Linked DNA regions of Mus musculus: region 2 is linked to region 1. Evidence: chromatin contacts called from public Hi-C data. All regions are on one chromosome and are shown on one strand. The core of a region is the stretch at or near the end of the contact, and the rest is flanking DNA. Distances in the headings are between cores, read along the strand shown. Region 1 overlaps Gm51424 (a long non-coding RNA gene). Region 2 overlaps Qk (quaking).

Region 1 (5,822 bases), core at 3,191-5,690:
CACTTAACTGGTGAGGGACAGAGGAAGGACCTGGGGGAAAAATGACTCAGGAAGAATGAGGGATGCTGGCATCCCAAAAGCCAAATAAAGAAGAAGTGAAGGCAGGTAAAGATGTGCATCAAGTTACAAATGTGCATGATGGAGTTGATGGGATACTGAGAGCAGCAGGGCCAGAGCAAGTTTGGTATCCCACTATTTCCAGAAGATTAACTCCAAAGAACAGTTACAAAACAAATAAAGCGGTAATAGGACTTAAGTGAGGTTTAGATAGAATTTTTTATAAATGTGCAAGAGATGGAGACTACAAAGACTTAGGGCAGCTTATTCCACAGGAAGGGCTAACAAGGGAAGTGGAAACGATGCCCTTGAATAGACAACGGGACCTGACTTAGGGTATCCTGCCCACATCCAAGAGCACAGTGGGAGCTCAGTGAGAAGAAAGCGAGCGAGTGAGTGAACAAAACTGGAGACATCAGGATCTTGGGAATTAGTAGGAGACCTTTCTTACACCCATCCCTACCCTCAGCCCCCTGCCTCCCCACATGTATGAGGAAGCAAGACCGATGGTTGATAATGAGGACAGTTTGATGATGTTGAATTGAGAAGACATGAGGTATTCATCTGGGAGGATAGGGAACCTATGACCCCAGAAACAGTGTGTGAATAGTTGGACAAATAGTCTAGTTTAGTCAGTTTTTATTAACTTGAAGTGGACACAGTGAGACTGGTGGGCGCCCTCCTCGGGTAGGTCGCCTCCAGCCATAGGCACAGGTTAGCAGGGCCTATAGTAGGGCTTTGGCAGACCAGGCTGCACAGACTACATATAGTTGGAGGTCATTGCTACTTTACTCTGCTCCGACTCTACTAAAACATGAAATGTTCAGGTCCTCTGTTGTCACACTATTTGGATGGTTTGGGACATAAAAGTAAATCATAACTTTTCAAAGACAGAACAGCTAGTTCCAAGAGAGCTTGATGCATTTTCAACAAACCTTTGCTAATTGTTGGAACCCCACCTCACAGAGGCCCACCTAGCTTCATCCCATTAGTTTCATTCTCTCTCTCTCTCTCTCTCTCTCTCTCTCTCTCTCTCTCTCTCCTCCTTCTCTTCATCTCCCTCCCCCTCCCTTGTTTTGTTTTGTTTTGTTTTGTTTTGTTTTGTTTTGTTTTGTTTTCCAGACAGGGTTACACTGTATAACCCTGCTATCCTAGAACTTGTTCTGAACTCACAGAAATCCACCTGCCTCTGTCTCCCAAATACTAGGATTAAAGATGTACACAACCCTGTAATTATTTGTAAGGCAGTAAGACAATGCTTCAAATCTCGCTATTACATCACCTACAAAATAGTGATCTACTTATTTATAGGGTATTATACAGCTAGGAAATGACTCACTGAGTGAACTCACACCCCTGAGTGGGACTCAGGCCCCAATCTCCAAAGTCCATGTAAAAGCCACACGTGGTAGCATGTGTCTCTAATCCCAGAATTCCTACAGTAAAATGGATAGTGGAGAACGAAGAATCTGACTCATGGTACTGCTGGCTTACCATGCACAGCACCAACAGCCTAGAGACCCTGTCGAAAGTAAGATGGGAGGCAAAGACTGTCTTGTATGTGTCACATGACAGCTATATCCCAAACTCATCTGTGTACAAATACAGACACCTATCTACACAAAATGGACAGATAATACAATGAAGCTTATAATGTCTCTTTACAGTAAGTAGCACAATCTTCATAAGACTCATTCACGTCTGGGGGCTGGAGAGATGGTTCAGCATTTAAAAGCATTGCTTGTCCTTGCAGGGGACCTGGGTTTGGTCCCTAGCACCAACATGGTGGCTCTCAGTCAAGCATAAGTCCAGGTCCAGGGGAGCTGGAGCCCTTTTCTTACTTCCTTGAGTACCTGGCACACACATGATGTACATACATACTGGCACACACAATATTCATATGAGTAATAAATAAATAATAAAGAAGAAACATCCATTCTCTTTGAATGGTGCGTTGGGTCAGTTATTTATAAATATATGTCACTTTGGCAGAATTATAGCCTGAGTCATTTATGGGAGATACACTCTTATAATGTCAGTCTGAAGATGGACTTGTAAAGATGGACATGTTAAACCTAGGGCAGTTTCTCCATACTGACCCTGCTCTACCCACAGAGGTGTGTTGTTGGGAGCTATTAAGGCAACGCTATTGTCCTGATCTCTGAATTGGGCCTCCCCCCCCCCAGAAGAAAAGAGGGTCAAAAGCGGGCCACCGGACGCACCGCTCAGAGAAAGTCAGCGCCGGATGTCCTGACCTCAAGATGTACCCTGATACCACCAAGTTCCTGCTTCCCCTTGTAGTCACCAAAAGAAAAATTTCTGCTGCCCCATCCCTCCTGTTGAGAAGTACTTCCTCTCTTTCTGCTGCCCCATCCCTCCTGCTGAGGTGCATTTCCTCTGCCCCATTCCTCCTGCTGAAAGGCACTTCCCCTTTTGCTTGTGTATTTAAACCTTGGGCCTGGCTAATACATTTTGGGGTCTTGATACAACTTCAGAACGGTTTCCGTGTCATTACTCGTACAAGACCCTCGTCTCTCTCTACCCCCCATTTGGTTCTTAGGAGGAGGTCCCCTCGAGACCCTCAAATAACTGGACCTGCTGGACGGGTCAGTGTGTGTGTCTCAGGTGTCATCCGTTGTTCAGCATCTTTGCTTCCTTCTGCAGACAGCCATGTGCTATGGCTTCCCATGCATGCGTTTGCCACAGGAAACTGTCCTTCCCAAGAGTCTGGTTACCTGATGCAGATTTTAAACCATACGTAAAGTTTAAAAGTAGCAGACACCCTGATTTTCTATCAATACTGATCAAGCAATTCCTACGTAGGACACAGGTAAAGTGAATTCACCCAAGAAAATAAATGTTTGACTATAAAGGACAGGAAGAAGTTGTCCTTAGGTTTTCACATATGCCTTGTTGTATTAGAGTTGATACTAGTTGCCCACAAGTTCACCTAGCTGCCCACGATGTCACAGCTATTTAAATTCGAATTTAAATCCTAAGGAAAGTATTGTGTCTTTGGCAAAAACATTCATGTAAAATTTAGTGATCCTTCCATAGTGAATTGTGGCACAGTGGAGATTCTACATGCCTGCTGGCATCACAAATATCTCTTATAGAACATGCATGTCTACTGCAGATGCTGCTGTCCCCAGAGAGATGAAATGAGTGTCCATACTTGTTTCTCTGGTTTATAAACTATGACAATTTTTTGGCCTGCTTTCAATACTCTGGAAAAAAAAATGAAAACAGTAGCCTCATTTTAGGATGTTGTGGCATGTGAAAGCTTCTCTGTCATGTTCTACATGTCAGTGTTTCATGTGTGCAGTGAACTGAGACTCAGCTGGGTCCAGAGAACAGGGTGAGTTAAGTCAACAAGGCTGATTCAAGTGAGAACCATTTCACAGGACTGAAATGGCTAACATCTTTCCTCGTAAGACAGAGCATAGTCCTTCATGTGTGTTACATGATTGGCTAGCATGCAATGACAGAGTCAGTAGGTAGAACATTTATCTTTTTGAATAACTTGAGTGGCCATGTCTCCACCAGCAGTCCCTACCTTCTGTGTCTGGTCTGATAATTCCCCAGAAAGATGGGCCTTCCAGGCATGGCCCAGGTGAGGCTTAGGACGTACCCCGCAGTAACTAGATCATTACAGAAGGCCCTGCAGACGGAGGTAACAAGTCAGTGATGACAGGCCATGCATCATGCATTCACTGTCCATGAAGGACTCTTTTTTTTTTTTTCCATGAGACTGATTTATCACAAGAGAAGGAACCTCCTGGGTGATGGAGTTTATACCATGATTTTGCACAGCTCCCGCAGATAGAAGGATCTTGTCACAAAAGTCAGGAGCAAAGGAGAATATCTGACAAAGACAGTTGGGAAAACTATGCTCTCTCTCTTCTTGCTTGGGAATGCAGAAAGCATTTGCCTAAGGAGCTCTGGCATAAATTCAAAATACAGCATGTCTGGTAATTTCAATTTTTAACAGCCAAGTCCTTAAAGAGAAGCAGGGCTGGACTCAGGGAAGAGAAGGAAGGTAAATTTCAGATGCAAATGACATCTAGCTGTGGCAGTCTGGGGAGAGCATATTAAGATGAATACACGCTTCTGCAGAGGAATTTATAGTGGGTCATTTCAGGCTGTTCTCTGGTCTGGGAGAGTTTTCCTTGCAGACCCTGGGAGGGATGACGACACTGGCTGAGTATCAGTAAAGGGTGTCCAGTGTTGTCTTTTCACAATTCGCATCGTTAAGCCTAGTTTTATTGTTCACACAAAAACTGCAGCTGTTGGCTCAGGATGCTAGAAGATGCTTGGAGTCAGGGCTAATTAGCCAAATTATGAAGCCTGGGATGATCCACAGCAAGCACAAAAGATGCTGAAATGCTGCCCTGGAGGAAGAGCAGTCACGCCCTCTGCAGGCCAGAGCGTGCTGTGGCTCCGAGCCTTCTCCAGACCTTCCAGCAGACCAGCTTTTGGATCTGTAGGAACTGTCACATAAGATTCATGAACACAGGAAGCACACTGGAGACCTCCATTAAGGCAAAACAGGGGTAGGCTGTGTGGAAGAAACCAACCACAGAGTAGGGTATTCAAAAGTCTCATAGATACTGTTAGCACATGCTCAGAAAAACAAAAACAAAAACCAGCAAAACAAACAAAACAAAGATCGTCCCTCGTAGAGGAGAGCACAGCAGAAACAAGCACAAGCAAGGAAGACAATAAATGGACCTAGCTTGATGTTGAAGTACTTGGCAATGAATGATATAATTTACTAAAATATTGGGCACATATTATCAACTGAGACCAAAGCAGAAGGAAATGTACTGTGAGCACAGTGAGGAACGTAACTGTAGTTGGTTAAGCAGTAGACAGAGTCCTCTATTCAGGAGGTTGAAATGGAAAGTTTAAGTAAAGGAAGCTGCTTTGCCACTCTAGAGTCAGATGTTCAAACAGAACCAGAGCCTGTGGCAACCGGCAACCACCCGCATCCTCTGGGATGCTGGAAAAACTAAGAGGTCCCTCCTGCGTCCAACACCCTCCCCCCCCCCCAAAAAAAAAAAAAAAAAAACCAAACCCAGACCGAGGTGCAGTTCTCAAAGTTACAGGAGAGGGTGTTCTTGGGAGACATTTAGGCGGTAGAATCATTGCACCAGGTGACAGAGTGATGTAAAGTCTGGGAAGGAGAAGCCGATAGGCTGATGCTGGTGCCTGCTGTCTAATTTAGGCAGTGCTGTAGAAGGCAGAGTCCCACGCCCATGGTGAGGAAGAACAGATTTGAGAGGGAATACCATTCAGGACGCCATTTGGGTTTACAACAGCCTAACTTTAAATTTAGCGCTTTTGGGACTACCGGGTGTGGTGGTAGGCATCTGTGAACCCAGCATGGAGGGCACAGAAGCAGAAGGCTCGCGGCAAATTGTGAGACCAGATTAGACTACATAGAAGACCCCGTCTCAAAGAACAAAACAGACGTCATGAAGCAAGTGGCCGGGCTGTGAGATGGATGGATATGCTTGGTAAGGAGTTGAGTTATACGGTACAGCGAGCCATTGGATAACAAGATAGAAAAGAAAGGGCGGAATGAGATAGCAGAAGGCATTTCCGCTAAGGATCTACACCGTTCTGCATGGATAGATTTGCCTTAGCTCTCCCACTTCTCTGGGGAATTGTGTGATCTCCCTGTTTAACCGCAGAAGGGAGATCAGAGTAATTACTTAGCAGGATTGCTGTGAGCATCAACTGAATCCATTCATCCAGGGGCT
Region 2 (5,795 bases), core at 2,130-4,629, 880 kb before region 1:
ATAGGACAAAATCAAGCATACATCTGTTAAAGTCTTAAGAGCATACTTAGGAAAAATAATACAGACTTTTGGGGGCTGGAGAGATGGCTCAGCAGTTGAGAACTGGCTACTCTTCTAGAGGACCTGGATTCAATTCCCAGCACCCACCCGACAGCTCACAACCATCTCTAACTCCAGACCAGGGGCATCTGACATCCTCTCCTAGCCTCTTTGAGCACTAGGCACATACATTCACACAGTGTACAGTATATCATATGTGCAGAAAAAAATGCTCATACACACATAAAACAAGAAAAAGTTAAAAAAATAAGGATTTAAAAAATTTGAAATGTTGTATAAACTTCAATGTCATATTCTTTATCCAGTTTCAAAATTTCCTCATAGATGGTGTGGAAGAGAATATAGAAATAACTCCAAGAAAGACATTTCTTGGTTGAGTCTTGGTAGAGGGAAAATTAGTGCAAATCAAGTGATCATATTCAGAACTGCTAGGACCAGAGATCAGAAAAATGTAGACATAGCAGTCTGGAGAGGGTGGGGACTTGCTCTTATCACAAGTTTGGTTGTTGCAAAGGTGGTGCAGGGTTCTTTCTTTATTCTGTATGCTGATCTGTTTTATGATGTGCCATTCATGTAAGGACTGAGAAGAAGAGATTTACAACATATTTCCACACACTGAAAAAACTGTTAGAGCTTCCAGTTGTGAACAGAACGAAAATGGAAGTAATTTTGCCAATTCTGTGCTATGTTGGACTTTAACAAATGCTGATCAGTTTCTTGGAGCTAGAATATATATTATTCCTAAAATAGCTAAAAATAAGATTTTTTGACAGTTATGATTCTAAAAGTAAGAAACCAAAGGTGTGTTTGGAGGATTTAAATTTACTTGAACTTTTCTGTAAGCAAAGAATAGAGCCCCCGTAACAAATGAATTCAGTGTTCATTTACCACTGTGGCTATTTTTATTACTGTTATTTTTAGTAACCACTCAGAGGAAGCAGTATTTCTCATTAGAAGACTTAATGTAGAGGCTTAATACTTTTAAGTTATTCAAGCCAGGAACATAAGTTTGCTTCACTTTTAGATCTGCATGGGGCAATAGCTCTATTCTTGTTGTTGTTTTTAAATCAGGGAGGTAACTGGAGAATGACACTATATAAAGCAGCTGCTGTGACCCTTTAATACATTCATGTTGTGACCTCCAACTATTATAAAATTATTTTGGTGCTGCTTTATAACTGTAATTTTTGTACTGTTATGAATTGTAATGTAGATATCTGATATGTGTGTTATCAGATAAGTGATTCTTGTGAAAGGGTGTTCCTATCTCTGGTGGGGTCACGACCCACAGGTTGAGAATCTCTGCTCTAAAGACAGCCGATTGTGAGCTGAGGAGTAGGTGTGCTGCATTCAGTTACTACATCCTATTCCCTATATCAGTTTATGGAGGATGAGTGACTGTTCATTTGTAATTTTATTAAAAGAAACTTTGAAATCTCAGTTCTTTGTTAGCTGTGCAAAGTAATTTTATTACTTAGAATTGTATGCTAAGAATTGAACCTAGAGCCTTACACGTGCTAGGCAAATGCTGTGTCATTTGTTTTATTCTTACAAATGGAATTAACTCCCTTTCCAAGCAAAATCCATGTATTCTGAGGATATAAGATACAAAAAAAGACTGCTCATATGAGAAGTCTTTTTCTACCAGTATTTTTAAGTTTCTTCTGGTAGGAGTAATCTGGTAGAGAAACCTGAAAGGCAGAGAAAGGTGCTTTATCCGTTAGCTTTATGTTCGTGAGAATCCTTAACTGTAGTTTACAGGTCACAGAGCTAAAGTATCAAGTAGATCTTCTTGAGTAATGTAACCTGGTCTTGGTAGTCTGGAATGAAATGAGTGGGAAGGTACGTTCTAGGAGAAAGAAAGGATGGCAGTGTCAGAAAGGTAGTCAAAAGATGCCACACAGCAGCACATGCCTGAGTTTAAAGTCAGCCTGATGTACATAGCAAGTTCTAGGCTAGTCAGGACTGTCTAAGAAGACCCTGAAGAAACCAAACAAAAGGACGAGAACTGGCGATGGTGATGCCATCTTAGAATGTGTATATTGATTAGTTGGTTAGTTGAAATGGCAAGTGCTTGGAGAGTAACAGTGTAAACAATAAGTGAAGATGAGAGAGTAGGCAGAATCAGGACTGGGTTGTGGTGATTCTAAATACTGGACTTGATAGTTGCAGTTTATTCCAGAGATTCTTAGTGCTTTGCTGAAGTTTTGGACTTTTTGTTTTGGGTGTGTCATAGTGAATTTCTTGTGCATAATAAGCTAATAAAAACACATTGCATATAGTCATGTATAGAAACAGGATAATAAAAAGTTAAGCATTTCTGTATGGTTGACTTATTACAATTCCTTTCCCCACAAGGCTTCATAGTAAATAAGCTCTCTTCTGCAAACTTAAAAGATAGTTTTCTGTTTAGACCAATGCATCCTTTGTGTTTTATTATGACCAAAAAGTGTGACTGTGCATGTTTGTATGTGCATGTGCATGTGTGTATAGTTTTCAGCCCAATTTTGGTCACTTAAGAGAGGATTGAATTTTATTGTTGTTTTGGGTTGTGGTTTTTTTTTTTTTTTTTTTTTTTTTTTTTAATGGGGTGGGGTTGGGGGAGGGGAGACAGGGTTTCTCTGTGTAGGCCTGGCTGTCCTGAAACTCAAGAGATCCATTTGTATTTGTCTCTGGAGTGTTGGGAGTAAAGGCGTGCATTGCACCACCACTGCCTAACAAAAATTGTACTTTTTGATTTTTTTGGATGAAAGTTGAAAAGAATGAAGAAATTCTTGCTTTTGTTGACTCTTAGAATTTAACTAGCTTGGCTTGGTGAGATGTTTTTCAAAATGATGTCTTGTGTTAAATCAAATCTTTGTTAGCAAACATAGTGAAGATTTTCTGAGCATTGCTATAGCTGATCTGTGTTACTTCTGCTTAGCTGTATTTTCAGTATTGGTTAAAATACAATAGAGATACATTGATATTTCATCTTTAAAGTTTGTATCTTTCAAAATTAATATATTTTGTTAGTGACACCACATTAACAAGAGTCACAACTCAGATTTCTGTAGTTGCATCTGGAGTGTTCTTTATTCCTGCAGTGTCCAAATCAAATAGTTGAACCTTGTTATAATTTTAAAAACTTTTAAAATTTGAAAACATCTTTAAAAAAAAATGCCTCAACCTGGGGGTGGGGCGGGGCTGAGCTGGGCCCCTGAGTAAGGCTCTGGCCTACTGGGAAACAGTAATTGACCTGTGCTTCTGACAGCCCCCTGAGACTCCTCTAGGAGGCTGCTCCTTCCCACACCCCTCACCCCGTGGATGCATTGACAGGGACAGCTGCTCCGGTTCTAATGCTCCTGTTTTCTTGCTTTCCCCTCCAACCAGTTCAATCTCATCCCTCCCAGCAGCTCCCCTTCCACTCCCTGGGGAACTGAAGGTTGTCCTGACCAGGACCTGAGACGACCTTGAGTGGAGGGAAGTGATCTATGTCTCTTCCCTCCAGCAGCTGGGACCAGCTGGGGGAGTTGGGGAATTCTTGCCAAGCACCTTGAATGGGAAGGGTCCTTCAAGAGGGCCAGGCTGGGGTCCAGCAGGGGTGGGGGAGGTTCCTGCTCTGTCCCAGCTGGGTCTCACCCAGTCTTGTTCTCCCATCCTCTCATCTACCTCCCCACCCCAGGGACAGAAGATCTTTTATTTTCTCATATTTATAATCTCAGACTTGGGCTCCCTGTTCTTCTCCATTAACTTTAGTGTCCTGTGTGAGAGACTGACAGATGCCTCAAGGACTTTTACTTTTTATTACATAAAAATTAAAAAAAAAAATTTTTAAACTAAAAAAAAAAAAAAAAAAAAAAAAAGCCTCAGCTGGGTGTAGTGTCTCAACCCTGTCTCGAACACCCCCCCCCCCCCCAATGCCTCAACTTGAACTTCTTTGTTGGGAAATTGTTCCTTATTCTTTTTTTGTTTGTTTGTTTTTTGTTTTGTTTTTTTCCCAGACAGGGTTTCTCTGTGTAGCCCTGGCTGTCCTGGAACTCACTTTGTAGACCAGGCTGGCCTTGAACTCAAAAATCCGCCTGTCTCTGCCTCCCAAGAGCTGAGATTAAAGGCCTGTGCCACCACACCCGGCTTCCTTATTCTTTGTATCCTTAGTATGCTGGAAATTATATTTATATACTTATTTATAATTTTGTATTTGTTTTGTATGCTTAAGACTGGGTCTTGGCTTTGTATATCAGACTATCTTTGAACTTACTGTGTGTTTAGTGTTGAGTGGCCTCAAATTTGTAATGATCCTCCTGCTCTCAAATGTAGGAATTATATGAGTGCTGCCATCTCACCAGGTTTAGGAAGTTAGATTTAAAAGGCAAGGCAGATTGAAGTATAGCATGTTTGGATTATATCAGAGGTGGTGGTGTGTTCTTTTAAGTTTTATTGTGTCAGTAGAGACAGTAGTCAGTTTCACTGTTAGTGAGACTCAGATTGTTAACTAGATTAGAATACAGAGGCATGAGTCTGGGTGGTTCCCTTCTGTAAAACGAAGGTTTTATTTATGTTTTGATCAGAACCTAAATCAGCCTTAGGTTTGCGTATGAACCCTTTATGCTTGGTTAACAGCTGCTAATCTGCCTGAATTCATTTCATGAGAACATCTACCATGATGCTTTTCTCATTCTAATACTTCCATCCAATATCTTGGTAGTTTGAAAAGTTAAACTTTGAACAACAGAGTAGGTATTATTTGAAATAAAATCCTATTGGGAAAGCTATGTAGATTTCTCATTATGTAGCCAGAGTTGTTAGCCACTCAAATGGCGACCTTTTATACTCATCATTATTAAGTGCGTGGATTTCATAGATAAGTTGTGGTCAGGGATAATCAGATTGGCTCCTTTGTCTATTGGAATGTTTCTTGCTTTTTGGGACAGTATATTCCTCAACTATGTGTGTTTTCTGCTCCATATGTAAAACTAGCGTTTTCACTAAAGTTCTTTTCCATTTTGAATGGTGTTACAGACTATATATAGGTACAAAGTATTCATTATTGTTGATGTGAGATCATTTTTCAGTCTATTTCCTGTGGGTGCTGGTAGGTACTATTTATTTTAATCAGTTTGTGTCTGCACTTTTAGTTTAGTTTTATCACAATTTTATCATTCTTTTTCTACACCAAAGTAATTTTTTAAAAAAGATTTATTTATTTTATTTATATGAGTACACTATAGCTGTCAGACAAACCAGAAGAGGGCATCAGATCCCATTACAGATGGTTGTGAGCCACCATGTCGTTGCTGGGAATTGAACTCAGGACCTCTGGAAGAGCAGTCGGTGCTCTTAACCGCTGAGCCATCTCTCCAGCCCCAAAGTAATATTTTTAAAGTTATATTTTATGTTTATCTTGCTTGCATGTATGTCTGCGCGTGTACCTGATGCCCATGAAGGCTAGAAGAGTGTGTTAGACTTCTTGGAATAGAGTTACAGTTTTGAGTCACCATATGAGTGATAGGAATCACATCTGTGTCCCCTGGAAGAGCAGCCAGTACTCTTAACCACTGAGCATTACTACAGCCCCCAAATATCATTCTTGATGGTGATATTATTACTTACTTGATTCTTTCTATAGTATAAAGGAGATATTCTCAAAATCAAAATAATCTGCAAACTTCTAAATATATTTAAATGGTCTTTCTCATTTTTACACATTATAAATTTATGTGTAGTGATTCTCATTTCTAGTGTGTTTTGATTTT

Evidence for each region. A called contact is a pair of places that touch in the nucleus more often than the background predicts.
Region 2: a contact with region 1 is called in a Hi-C map of neural progenitor cells, with 2.3 times the contacts expected there. The contact joins two enhancer-like sites. A contact is called at or near these places in 4 of 39 promoter capture datasets (the 3T3-L1 cell line, cranial neural crest, hippocampal neurons and 1 more), 8 of 484 Hi-C or Micro-C datasets (cerebellum, cerebral cortex, cortical neurons and 4 more) and 8 of 115 datasets of contacts at active chromatin or transcription factors (SST interneurons, astrocytes, embryonic basal ganglia and 5 more).

Annotation. Positions count from the first base shown.
Region 1 is chr17:9,427,234-9,433,055 of GRCm38.p6, reverse strand. All of the region lies in intron 3 of Gm51424 (a long non-coding RNA gene), which reads left to right. Among named protein-coding and RNA genes, the nearest start is that of Gm51424, 150 kb to the left of the region's middle. Within about 2 kb of position 4,440, at least 28 of the 459 cell types and tissues checked have an H3K27ac peak or open chromatin away from gene starts, as enhancers often do. A contact at or near this core is called in forebrain and neural progenitor cells, where this site is marked.
Region 2 is chr17:10,307,060-10,312,854 of GRCm38.p6, reverse strand. All of the region lies in intron 1 of Qk (quaking), which reads left to right. Among named protein-coding and RNA genes, the nearest start is that of Qk, 9.4 kb to the left of the region's middle. Within about 2 kb of position 3,379, at least 53 of the 459 cell types and tissues checked have an H3K27ac peak or open chromatin away from gene starts, as enhancers often do. A contact at or near this core is called in forebrain and neural progenitor cells, where this site is marked.